Regions from separate parts of the Hordeum vulgare genome. Here region 1 is linked to region 2. Evidence: chromatin contacts called from public Hi-C data. All regions are on one chromosome and are shown on one strand. Each heading gives the region's core, a stretch centred on a gene start, on an enhancer-like site or on the middle of the called end of the contact. The rest is flanking DNA. Distances are from core to core; before and after follow the strand shown.

Region 1 (6,510 bases), core at 3,054-5,553, 520 kb before region 2:
CTGAAATAAACCACATTTTTTGTTTGCATTTTGTCACTTTTTGTGGAATCTCGGCGTTTTTATGGTTCTGTATGCTGTATAAAGGGTAGCAAAATGTTTTATTACAAAACCTTTATGATGTGGCATTTGAGCCTGAGTGTTTTCGTCGAAAGTAAGCATGATGTGCAACTTCATAATATGTCACACACATCTCAAGCAGTGAAGCGCTTTTGTTCATGTTGGGCTCGTATAGTATTCGCCAACAGCATAGATTTATTGTTGATAAGTTATTAACTACAGTTGAACTTCTTATCTGGTCAAAACCTTCTTTGAGATTACATACCAAAATTTTGGCCTTACTGCAAGGGCTCCATATGGTTGTTGTTTAGAATTATCGTTAAGGCTATTGCTTCAACTTTTACCTTGGGAGAGCTTTGTACATCTGCTAGTGGTGCTCCTGGAATATTTTTTGTTTCTACTGCAAGCATTGAGATACCATCAATTTGACATATTGGCATAAACATGGGCTATCATAATACTAGGTGGTTTGCAAGTTGGAGGTGGAATAAATTTGGAGAATGCAATGTCATACCTTAATGAAGGGGCAAGTCACGTGATTGTAACTTCTGTACGTGTTCATGCTCTGATTGTGTGTAAATAATGCCATTATCTCTTTTTTGTCATCTCATGAAACCGCTGGACCTTTGTTTGTTTAATGTATATATGTCTATTAGCTTATGGAATAAGATTAGGGCGTGACCCTCATCATGTTTCCACTTATCCATCCCTTGTTTGTACAAGATGTTAAAACTTATTTTCTTCAATATGATATTGTTGTTTCTCAAAATCTAAAATGATGCCAGAGCAAGGTTACCTATAAATTTCATTGATAATCACCTATCCCCAACTGTTACCAATAATCTTATCCACCTTGTGAATGTTGCTATTGTCGCATTTCTCTACCTTCATAGTTGCCTGTTTTCCTTGATGGCAAAGACTCCCTAAGAGCCTCAAGGGGTAGTAGTAGTTGTAAGTTATAACACATTCTTTGAAGTTTAAAATTAGTGTATTTAAAAAAAACTGGAATAAGCTGGTTACCACCTGCTGCGCAGGGCCTGGTAAAACTTCTCATCTGTTTGGTTTGCTAATTAGTTTTTGTAGACGACTCATCAGTTGAATATTTGCAACTTATATGTTTGAGCCTTTTATGCAGTATGTGTTTAGTGATGGTAAAATGAACATTGAAAGGCTGACGCAACTTGTTGAGCTTGTTGGGAAACGAAGGCTTATTTTGGACCTTAGTTGTCGAAAGAAGGTAAGGAATTCATCTTGTATCCATACTTTGAAGTATGTTAATTCACTAAAAAATAGTGCCAATTTGCAGTATTTTTCTTATTGTGGCCCACCTTTTCAATTTCATCGGCGACTTATATGAAATGTTCAGCATGGTTTATTGTCCCTCGTCATCCAGACATAGTGCATTGCCTTACGCCCTTACCTGAGTGAAAAAATTATAGTGTACACATGTTGAGCTATTCCATTGCATAAATAGTAGGCTCCAGAATGCAAGACGATCATTTCTCTGATGGCCACTGTTATCTACTAATAGCTCTTCGTATTTTTCGGTTTATCTTACCAAAATCTTTATGGTTAGGATGGCAGATATGCCATTGTGACTGACAGATGGCAGAAGTTCAGCGATGTCTTTGTGGATGGGCCAACATTAGAACGTCTTGCTGAATATGCAGATGAGTTTTTGGTTCATGGAGTTGATGTGGAGGGCAAAAGGTGAACCATGTTCGTTTTTGTACTTATTTAATCCGTCTTTTCTTGATATGTAGGTGTAATCACCCTTGATGGGATTAAATTGCCTTCACATTTTTAACTTCCCATAAATGTATGAGTTTTATGATGATTGCTGTAAGTGTCAGGGATTTCTTGTTCTGTATGTGTTTAGTTACAGTCCCTCTTTTCTTTTAAGTTTATTTAAGTGTACGAGTTACTGCTGACTTGTCAGTGCTGCACTTATTGTTCATTCAAAGTATCTAATCTCACAAAAACAAAATATGAGCTGAAATACATTCTTGTTGATGTCCTGTTATGTCAGTGTAATTTTTTCTTTGATGACGCTTCTGTAGTTTAATTTAAGCTGTTTCATGAATTGCAGGTTAGGAATTGATGAGGAACTCGTGGAACTATTGGGAAGTCATTCACCTGTATGTACATCTCTATACTTGATGCGTTAGTTTAAATTCGAGTTTTTTGTCTCTTTCTTTACCTTATCGTTCTTTGTTTTAACATTGTGAGTGCCTCTTCTAGTTACTATATATAGAAAATTTAGCAAATCAGTCTCTTGAAAGGGCACGAGGAAGTCGAGTCAAACACTCTATACTAGCTAGTGGCTCAACCATTTTTCTACTTTTGATTTTATTGAACTTGAATGCAATTATAAATGGGATTCAATTGATCATACTCTACAGAAGATATCAAGTTTATATTTTCGGGTCGCTATATGTTTACTTGTACTCAACATGCACCTCTACTTTATGTTCGGCTCTGTAGATCCCGACAACATACGCTGGGGGTGTGTCAACGATGGACGACCTGGAGAGGATCAAGAAAGCAGGCAAGAGTCGAGTTGATGTTACTGTTGGGAGCGCCCTAGACATATTCGGAGGAGATTTGCCCTACGATGATGTTGTCGGTTGGCACAAGGAGCAAAACCTGGTTAGCCAGCCGTGAAGAAATCAGATAGTCTTTTTATAGAGCAATGGTGGAAGTTCTGCTCATCTGTAATCCTCATTTGACCTGACCAATATGTTCAGGCGAGGTCAGGTCAGGTCAGGTTATAGAGGTTTATTGTTTGCTGGACATTCTAGTGTGAACAGTTTGTGTGACATGTCAAAGCTGAAGCGGAGGTGTCAAGTCGGCGTTGTAGAGGAGTACTCGGTGTTTAGATACCGTGCTTTACATTCTGTTTTGTATTGTACGTACTAAGTACTCTTATAGTATTGTTGAATAAACAGAGGCTGAACTCAGGAGCCACTTGCAGCATCTTGTCAAAGCTGCCTGAAACTATCAAACTGCCTGTTGTGCCGAACTTATTGAGCTGGACTAGTGGCACTATTCTCAAAGAGAGGCCTGACACTGTAGCTGTATGGGAGCTCTGGATTCCCGGCGGAACAACCGGCAGGTGATGGGTGATCCAGGAGATTGGCAGGATAGACATTGATCGAGTGAAAGCGGATAGATGGCTCTTCAAGTCTTGAGGAGGTTGAAAGCGAGCCAGGAAGTACCATGTTTAATGCTTCGAATGGTGTTTATGCTCCAAGTCCATCATGAATCATAGTAGCTTAGGCCCTGTTTGGAACCACCCAGATTATATAATTCAGTTTTTATAATCTATTCTGTCTTCAAATAGAACAGATTATGATGTAGATTATAAAAACTAGATGAATAGATTATTAAAAACTCATAATTTACTCTACACCAGTTAAAATCAGATTATGGATTGCTAATGATCCATTATCTTTGTAAAGTTAGAGATAATTGCATTCTTACCACCGCCATCCTCCTCTTTTTTTTAAAAAAACAAAAAACAGACAGGTCATTATGCGATATATAACCTGGATTACAGTTATATAATCTGGCCTCCAAACATGTTCATCTATATTATTTTTATAAATCAGATTATAATCTATCTTCACAATCCAGATTATTATAATTTATTATGGTTTCAAACAGGGCCTGGTTAGGCTTGACATCCATAAGCAATTTTTTGTGGGTGTTAGAATAGCATGCTGAGTAGTGAGTTCCAAACCTCCGATCGATCCATCGCAGCAACGCATTGATTCGATAATGAAGCGCGCGTGGCAGCAAGCAATGAAGAATGTCTGATGCCGCCATGTGCGGGACGGGAGGCGCGCTAGACGACGTTAGCATAAAAGCACGACAAATTAGTGAGAAAAAAGCAAATCGCCCGCGCAGCACGCCACGCCACCACACCACCACTTACCGTTGCCCCCCTCGTGCCACCGCTCCACAGCTTTTCTGGCGAGCAAATTTTAGGCTCGTTTGCTCCGGGCTAGGCGATCAGGTGATGTTAACACACCACCAAACCGCGCGCGGTTCCACACCAATGACATTTCCCTCTCTTTAAAATTCTTTGCATAACCCATGAAACCTTCATAGTTTTCACCTGCCCCCCTCCTGGAAGTTGTCCCAGAATAATCCAGCACCACAAGGGCTAAACTGCAAAGGCAACCCAGAAAAAGGTCATCACATCACTGGACTGGAGCACACATTTGCCACTTGATCATTTAATGATCTCCCCTTCGTCACCCTGAACAGAAATCAAATCTGCCTCCACCCCCTAAACTGCAAAGCTTCAAGCGCCGGCGACCTCCCTCCATCTCCCTTCCTTCCACTCCTCACCCATCCCCCCCTCCCTCCCATGGCTGGAGTAAACACGAATCACAAGGATACAACCACAAGCTAGCGCAACGGAGTGGCGTGGGGAGCTGGTCAAGCGCAGCAGCCTAAAGCTCAGCTCCAGCCTCCAACCACCGCTGCCGCCGCCGCAGAGACCATGCGTGCCTCCGTGGCGCTCCTCCTCCTCGCCGCCGTCCTCTGCCTCGGCGGCGGCCGTACGGCGGCCGCGTCGCCCGACTTCGACTACCCGGCGGCCTTCAACTTCGGCGACTCCAACTCCGACACGGGCGGCCGCATCGCCGCGGGCTTCGAGCCCATGCCCCCGCCCTACGGCTCCACCTTCTTCGGCGCCCCCTCCGGCCGCTTCTCCGACGGCCGCCTCATCCTCGACTTCCTCAGTGAGCGCCCCCCCTCCCGGCCTCCATCCATTCCCGAATCCCGACCCGTCTCGTCTCCACACCCACGCTTCGTTGCCATCTGCATCGGCATCTCACCACCACCGACCAGCATCGGCGTCGACCAAAGGAATCGTCGCGTCCTAGTCGTAGACCGTCAAAACGGCTCGTCGGTGCGTGATTCTTTTGCGTGCGCCCTCTGGATGTTGCAGCAGCAGCACGAAACGAATCGGTGTACGGATGATACTTACTACTAGGAGACTGCCTACAGTCGACGATTTCCTTCATGGCAGCGTGCGCATCTCTTCTCCACCGGGTCCAGCCGGTGGTTGGAGCAAAAGGCCGAATTGGTTAGGATTGTCCTTTGCCGGACAGGTCAAACACACAGCCATGGCGGTGGTTAGGAGTGGAGATCGACGCACCACTCTGCAGCTGGTCCTCGGTAGTTGCATTCACTGTTCTAACACTATGCTAGTGGAATTGTGCTGGACGTGAGGGCCCCAGTTCGTGCGGTTTGGCAAATTGGCACCCCCGATTGTTGCAACATTTTGGTGAGATTTTGTGGATCTGTGGGGGAAATCAAGCTCTGCTTCTTGACGGAATTCTGTTCATCCAGTGTATAGAATTAAGTTTGTCGCGGTCCGGGTACCGGTTGCCTACCTTCCCGGCTGTAGTGAGTGAGACCTATCACGTGCTCTAATTTAACTAGTTTTTCAAGGCTTCGCACCTGGCTTTTATAGACTAAATCATTACGAGGCCAAGTGATGGTGGTTGTTTGGAGGCGAAACTTCTCTTTACAATAATAGTATATGGAGTAGCCATGAAGCAAACAAACGGTTAGCACAGTGCTCCTTGTGGAAAACAACATTTTCCCCAAAACCTAAGCTGTCGGTCGATGATCACTAGCTTATAAGCATGAGATCCATGGTTTGATGGCAATAATTCGAATGAAAAACAGTTTTGCAGTAGCAGTTTCATAGGCACAAATAAAATTTATGCACAGCTGTATGTCAGATAAGCTGATTCAGTTGGGTTGCTCATATCAGGAGCTGCTTTTTAGGGGGCTATTGAGTTATATTTTGTTTGAAATGCTGATCCCACTGAACATTGATTATCTGGATATGGCTAACAAGCTATTCCTCTTACTGTTTGTCAAAGAATAAATTGCAATGGTCTGTTATCTGATATTTGTTTCTTGAACTTCTCCTTGTAGTGGATGCGATGGATATGCCATTCCTCAATGCATACTTGGATTCTGTTGGCGCACCTAACTTTCGGGCGGGTGTTAACTTTGCTCAAGCTGGCTGTTCGATTACTCCAGCAACTGCAACATCTGTCAGCCCATTTTCATTTGGTCTTCAGATTAAGCAGTTCTTTGCGTTCAAGGAAAAAGTCACTAGGCTGCTCTCTCAAGGTATGACTAGTAATTAACAGGTTGTCTTGTATGTTGCGCATTTGGATATTTGTGGAATGAAATCAAAGACATGTCTTCTGCAGTATCATATAAGCATCTATTCTTTAGTAGAACCCTTGACTAAAGTAGGATGTGACTTGCCAGCTGTTGTAAAGGCTTCTTGCAAAAAAAAAAAAAAACTGAACTCATGAATGATCTCAGCAGAGCAATTGGAACCATCAAACTGAATAAGTAGACATTGTTGATTGAATACCATATTTGTGAAAGAGCACCTATTTTTTGCATTTCACT
Region 2 (6,602 bases), core at 2,091-4,590:
GCTTAGGTGTTATACAGACTCTACATGTTTCTTTGTATTTCGCCTTTTTAAATTTGTGTGAGTGGACTTTGTTTGGATGTGTGCATCTCAGTTATGCAGAGGACGGATGTAATGCTTAAACCTTTTAAGTAATAAAACGCCACTTATCGAAAAGAAAAAAAAAGAGGAATTTCCTTCTATGGTGAGGTGTTGTTGTTCCATCAGATTTTACCAAAAGGAATTGCCATGGACATTATAGTTTTGGGAAGTTGGAACATTTTTTATGCAAAGAAATGGTGTGCTTTTCAAGAATGAAAGATCAAATATCAGGAGGTGGAAGTTCAAGATAAAACAAGACCTCATGCTAGTTAGATACAGATTTAAAGCAAAGTTTTTAGATCAACTCCTTCAGTTGATAGAGGATAGCTAAACATTTGATTTATCTCCATGTTGAAAAAACTGGTATTGGGTAGTTCCTTTTTTGCGAATAAAGCAACTTCGTTACTTAACTAGAATCATTAGATTCTTGTTGACAGATAGCATCAACCTCAACAGGGGCACACTTTAACCAAACAACGGTTTTAGGTAGTGACCGACCCATTTGGGCAAGAGTATGACTAGCCCTATTTTGCTCCCGCTTAACTACTGATATTTCATGGCGCCTATCACACAGGAGGTGTTGAATCTCACCCGCCATTTGATTTATCTCCATGTTGGAAAAAAACTGGTATTGGGTAGTTGCATCTATAGGATGATTGTAATTCTTACATGTACATAATTATATTATTTTAATGAAAATATACTGTAGAACTATTGTTCTACGGTCAAGGTTTCAATAAAAATGGTACAATGGTGACACAAACTACCTCTGAGTTTTTGGTTGGTATGAAGACTCGACGCTTTAGCTCGTAAGCAAAGAGAGGTCCATAATTGTTGCCTTGTGCCAACGACGTGTCTAGCTAAGCCTTTGCTCTCTACTTTACAACCCTTGAAAAACCATAAAGTATTCCTACAAACCATTTGTTACTCTTCGTCGCACTCAGTTTAATGTGTCATGAATTTTAGTTATTGATTTTATATATAGTTCTTAATTACGTTTATTTTGCTCATGTTTGTTGTTTTGGTAGATGGTAATAATTAGTAAGATTTTCAAGTACTCAACTTGGGTGCATGTAGCTTGATCTAGTGACAAGGCTAGTTGCATAAAAGAAGGCACACTCAAACTTTGCCCACAAAATTGAATAATCTCAGGACAATAGTTTCATAAAAGGTACTATAATGATCTGTGTGTTTGTGGTCATCAATGAGTTGATATATCTAACACGCATGCAAGTTTCCATGTTCATTCTCATTCCAAATCTTCTGAAATCTTCCTTGCCACTCTGTTTTCCCTTTGATCGTGACTCTTAGACATTCTTTGACAAAGATGAAACACATCTTCCCAACCGGTAAAAAACGAGCTTACATCTCTTCCACCACCCACCCACGTTTGCCCATCTCAGACGGGGCGAGGTGGATTTTCACCCACCATAGATGTAAGGTCTTATTACATCCTATATGAAAATTAAATGGTCACATGTAGTATTGCTTATATATCCCCTAAAAATGGTTATGGGCCCGACAGTCATCTTCTAGTGCAATTGGATGATATAGTGTAGGCGCCAACTGATATTTTCCTTTGATATTTTATTCGGTGAAGCGTGCCCACTGTGAAAATGTCGATAATTTTCTCAAAACTCGCAGTGTTTTTTCAGTGTGATCTCGTTGTGCAAAATGATAGTGATTAAATAATTCCTTGTGGTTTAGGGGTCAGTTGTGATCACAATCAAAATCCTTAAAATAGTATCTAAGACAAAGATGGGATGTTGGGTAACCAACATCATCAAGATAACACAAACCACTTAAGTTTAAGTTAAAACCACTATCTAATGTCACAGTTTGGCCAAGAGCACTCTTATTTCCTTTTTCATCGGACAAAGGGAATTATAGCATATGTTTCTCATTCTTAGTCATGACATGATGGTTGCTGACCTTATTTGTCTCTACATATGATGTTTTTATGAAACGTCGATGGTCTATATATTTTTTGAAGTCCAAGAGGTTGCATTTTGGTTTGGGATAGTAGTTTATACACCGGATAAAATGTACACTGCACGTGTACAATCGTCAGTAGACAAAGTTATGGATTTGCTCCTACCTCTTCTATTGTGTTGAGTACTCCCTCTGTTTCAAAATAAATGTTGTTGAGTTAGTATAAATTTTTGTACTAGTCTAGTATTAAATTTACGACACTTATTTTTAGATGGAGGGAATATTATGTTTTAGATCTTGTAAGCATGCCAAACCCTTTGCTAAGATACATCTAAAAAAACTTCACTAAAATAAGATTTGAAGTGAATCAAAAGGTGGCATTGTATAGATTATGAATCAATGTCAAATTAGATGAAGACAACCTTTTGCTAAATGTGATGCATATTACTTCCTCTGTACCTAAATAATTATAGTTGTGAAGAACTAAACTAGTTTTCCCCAACTACAATTATTTGGGTACAGAGAAAGTATTTGAGAAATCTAACTTTCTCAATTTCTCCACGGCCCATAACCCCAAAAGACGAAAAATAATTTCAGCCAATGATCGTTGTGCAGAGCAAGGTGGGCCTTATACATTACGAAATCAACGGAATCTAGCTAAAGGGGCTCAGTAATGAACACTGAGTTGATATATCATCTGAGCACCCCTTTTCGTTCTCTTTTCAGAATGCCACCCATTCCTGGTTGCATGCAGCTGCACGCAGGCGCCCCCCACATTTCCTGTTCCCGACTCAACGCATTCCTGAACGCGGTCTCATCATCATCGCCCCGCAATCTCAGTCACTATCGGCCTTGTGACTTTTCTCCCGTAGGATCTTGGTGCAAGCTCATGTGAGGCACAGTAGACGCACGGGCATGGTCGATCCGGAGCGGTGTATGCAGTGCGGTGCTGTCGCCCGGCAAAGAAAGAAAGGATTTACGAGAGGGAGGGGCGCTGGGCGGCGCTTTCCGCGGGTGGATGGGAATCGCCGGCACGAGGCGACGGCCGGCCACCGCTGCTTTAGCTAGCCAAGGCCTCTCGTACTACCTCTCACCGGCCGGCCGTGGGGACCCGGCAGCATCGGGGCGCTGGAAAAGATCGGGGCGCGGGAGAAAGGCGGAAAACTACCGGAAAAGGCCCGTCCGCTATGGTGGTAGGCAGCCTCAAGCTTCAATCATTGGGGCCGTGGACGCACGATTTCCCGAGGGGATCGGGTGGGGTGGTGGATGGACGGCCGGCGGCAAGTGGTGGGGTTTTGGCTTCTCGAGGAAATGGACGTGCGGCAAAAGTGCCGGCGCGCGTGTCGCCCGTTGCGGCCGGGGGGATCTGGAGTTTGGACAGTGGCGGCGAGATGATTAGGTGATCTACTAGTAGTTTGGATTAGATTTGTTCTAATGTCTACGCCCGTCCACACGGAAGCGGATGCGGGCCACGTCTTCTCATGTCAGGTTCGTCCATACGTGGCGTTCGATTAAAGTCAGCATTATTTTTATTAACGACGACCGTTCACCGCGTGTCCACACGACCCACAGGCGTTCTTTTTTTTTTAATCTGAGCGTGCGGTGGAGTCGGCCTTATCCTCTTTCAAAAGTCGCCTCTACCCACAGCCACCCGCTGCTCCCCCGCGGGCGGAAAACCCTAGCCATCATGGGTTTCTTCTCCATCAAAGACAAGGGCAAGTCCCCGGTGCTCCCGTCGCCGGCGTCTTCCTCTCGTCCGCCTCGGCAGCGGGTGAGCGTATGAGTGCACCAGGCGAGGTGGCACTGGGAGCACCGCGAACCCTCGCCTACCCCGATGTCATGTTGTCGCACGACTGGCATTTAGATCCGAAGAGGATCCCAGTACCAGCAGTGTCGCGGTCGGCGCGAAAGCATGCTGAGGAGGTGAGGCGTCGGCGTCAGCAGCGGCGCAACCCCATGTACGCTGCAAGACTCTCCCGAATGGGAGGTCTGGTTTGCGTGGGAGCATGAGGAGCAGCGTCCGCGTGGCGTCCGTGATGTGGTGGCTGGACCGCCGCCACCCCTCGTTGTCTGAGAAGAAGACCAGGCAACGGAGGCCGCGTACCAGAACGCGCTGGCGTTCGTCCTGCGTGCAAGCGAGGGGGAAGCACGCGTCAAGGAGGAGGAGGCGTCCTATGAGAAGCAGCTCGTAGAGGCCATGGCACTCTTCGCTATTGACGACTGCGTCATTTAGCCGTTGGCCCCGCCGTCCCCCGTCGAGCCAGGGTCGTTGGTCCTCAGGCCCGAGTTGTACGCCTAGGATGGGGTGGTGCGTGAGTGGGTCAGCACGCCACCCGTCTGGTAGGGTGCGACGTCGGAGCAGGAGGCAGCCTATCTGGAGCGTCGACGGCAGGGCGGGTGTCGGAGGAGGGCACAGAGGCCCGGCGGATCGAGCTGATGGAGCGCGAGGCCGAAGCTGAGGAGGAGGAGTGACATGTTGTCCAGCAAGTGACGGTGCAACCACCGGCGGACGACGTCGTCGCCGCCTGGGAGACGGCCTTACCCTGGGCTGGAACGGCGCCAACGCTTGTCTACCTCACCGAGTCGATGACGAGGACGAGACGGGCGCCTAGGACAGCGCGCCTACTTGTTTTTAGTTTATTAAATTTTATGTTTAATATAATATGGACAATCCCCGGCCTTCCAGACCAGCATTAAATGTTTAATTAGTGATTTTTATATTTTCAAAATGTTTGTTATGTTTTTTTCGCGTCGTCTGAAAATGGATTGTAACCGTGTTAGGCACAAGCGCTGACCCAATTACAAAAACGTATACGGGCATCTGTCGGACCGACCCAAAAGACAAAGTGCAAACATAACACCCGTCCGTTTGGATCGACCGTTTGAAGTTGCTCTGATACTCCCTTCGTTCCTAAATACCATAAGCCTTTTTAGAGATTTTATAATACAGACTGCGTATGAAACAAAATAAATGAATTTACACATTAAAACATGTATATGCATCATATGTAGTCCGTGTTAGAATTTTTAAGATGACTTATATTTTAAAACAAAGAGAGTATTTGACTCGAGAGATTCACATGACATCATCGGATAATATAGGCCTTAGACAAGAATCTATAAGAAATGAAAACTATAAAGGCGCGCTCTAGTGGATTTGTTCCCTTTTGTTTGGAAAATATACCACCTCCCATTTCAAAAGAAAGAGAAGCCTACTAATTTACGAAAGAAACCCATATGCAAATTTTGTTCGAGTTTGTTTGCAGTGAAGATACAAACACAATAAGCATACTTTCGACCTCTCCATGGTCAGGATAGAAATAACCAACACCAAAGCAGACAAAAAAAGTCATCGACAAATAGTAAAGACATATAAAAAAACTATGTGTAGAAGGGGAAAAAGAAACCCAAAGCGATCACATTTATGATCGGTAAACCACAATATTGATCATCAACATGGCGTCACACGGACGACGAGGTTCTTCAACATAATGTCTTTAGTAAGGGAGTGACGCTCAAGCGCCGCTATGACCAACTCAAACAACCCAAGGCCAAATCTAAGTTTCCATCCTGAAAAAACAATCTGAGCATACCCAATCAAATTATTATTTTTGAAACAAGGCAAAATATTCTCCATTTCATTGATTAAGGGAGAAGGTTTTAGACACAAGCCGCAAAGCGGCAAATAAAAGGACTATTCTCGCGGCATTACAACACCCAAATGTTTTGCTCCATCCAAAGCCCAAGTGACACCTCAAGTTTGATTTTGTTGATGATGACCATGGAAAGGGCCGTCGAGTTGCGGAAAACTCTAGCATTGCCTTTCGACCAAATCTCCCAAGAGATGAGCATTGTGAGGGAGGCAAGCGCCTTGGGCGAGCCGAGCCGGATCTGAAAGTTACTATTCCACCATTCTCTTACTGAAGCCCTCGTCACCCAAGTATACGTGGTGATGTGATGCATGACGAGCCATGAGAGGATGTCATTCCAAATGCGCATGGTGTTGCGACACTCGAAGAGGAGATGACTCGCGGTTTCTTGGGTTTGCTTGAAAAGAGGGCATGGACTGTAATTAGGACAACCACGGCGACTCAAGCGGCCCGAACTCCAAATCCTATCTTGAAGAACAAGCCAAGCAAAAAAACTTGCACCGAGGGGGTGCCCACACCATCCACACTAAATGGACAAGGTCCGAGGTGGTGAGGCCTTCAAATGTGCCTTGTAAGCCGAGCATGCAGAGTATACCCTATCTTTGGTGAACTTTCATATAATCAAGTCTTCAACGTCGTCATCAAGGGCCACTGTTGATAATTTGTTCCAAAGGTTAGCAAACTGTTGGATGAGTTCAAGGGAGAGGCCATTTCAGTTGTCAATATTCGCAAGCCACTAGTTGTTAGTCATAGCTTGTTGAACTAAGGAGTTTCTCTTGTGTGAGAGATCGTAGGGTGTGTTTGGTAGCATTCCCAACATAACATGGTTGTTCTCCTCTGATACATGCTGACCCTAGACAAGTTGAGTACATGCATTTGAAATTGTTTGGTAGTGGTGTATGTGCTGAAACATGTTAAGCTGAGAATTTGTTTGATAGCTTG

Evidence for each region. Hi-C and Micro-C count contacts between places; a contact is called where the count stands out from the background.
Region 1: a contact with region 2 is called in a Hi-C map of leaf, with 6 times the contacts expected there. The contact joins the promoter of LOC123441776 here to the enhancer-like site in region 2. A contact is called at or near these places in 4 of 6 Hi-C or Micro-C datasets (leaf, seedling and an unstated tissue) and 1 of 1 datasets of contacts at active chromatin or transcription factors (embryo).

The regions. Positions count from the first base shown.
Region 1 is chr1H:418,921,143-418,927,652 of MorexV3_pseudomolecules_assembly, reverse strand. LOC123441776 (GDSL esterase/lipase At1g54790) reads left to right here and starts at 4,303. Exons shown (of 5, transcript XM_045118017.1): 1 at 4,303-4,808; 2 at 6,019-6,219. The coding sequence starts at 4,568. It overlaps LOC123441798 (1-(5-phosphoribosyl)-5-[(5-phosphoribosylamino)methylideneamino] imidazole-4-carboxamide isomerase, chloroplastic-like), which reads left to right. Exons shown (of 8, transcript XM_045118027.1): 4 at 522-607; 5 at 1,193-1,294; 6 at 1,634-1,767; 7 at 2,147-2,195; 8 at 2,542-3,033. The coding sequence ends at 2,721.
Region 2 is chr1H:418,403,014-418,409,615 of MorexV3_pseudomolecules_assembly, reverse strand. No RefSeq gene overlaps it. Among protein-coding and RNA genes, the nearest start is that of LOC123441732, 43 kb to the right of the region's middle. Within about 2 kb of position 3,340, at least 3 of the 3 cell types and tissues checked have open chromatin away from gene starts, as enhancers often do. A contact at or near this core is called in leaf and seedling, where this site is marked.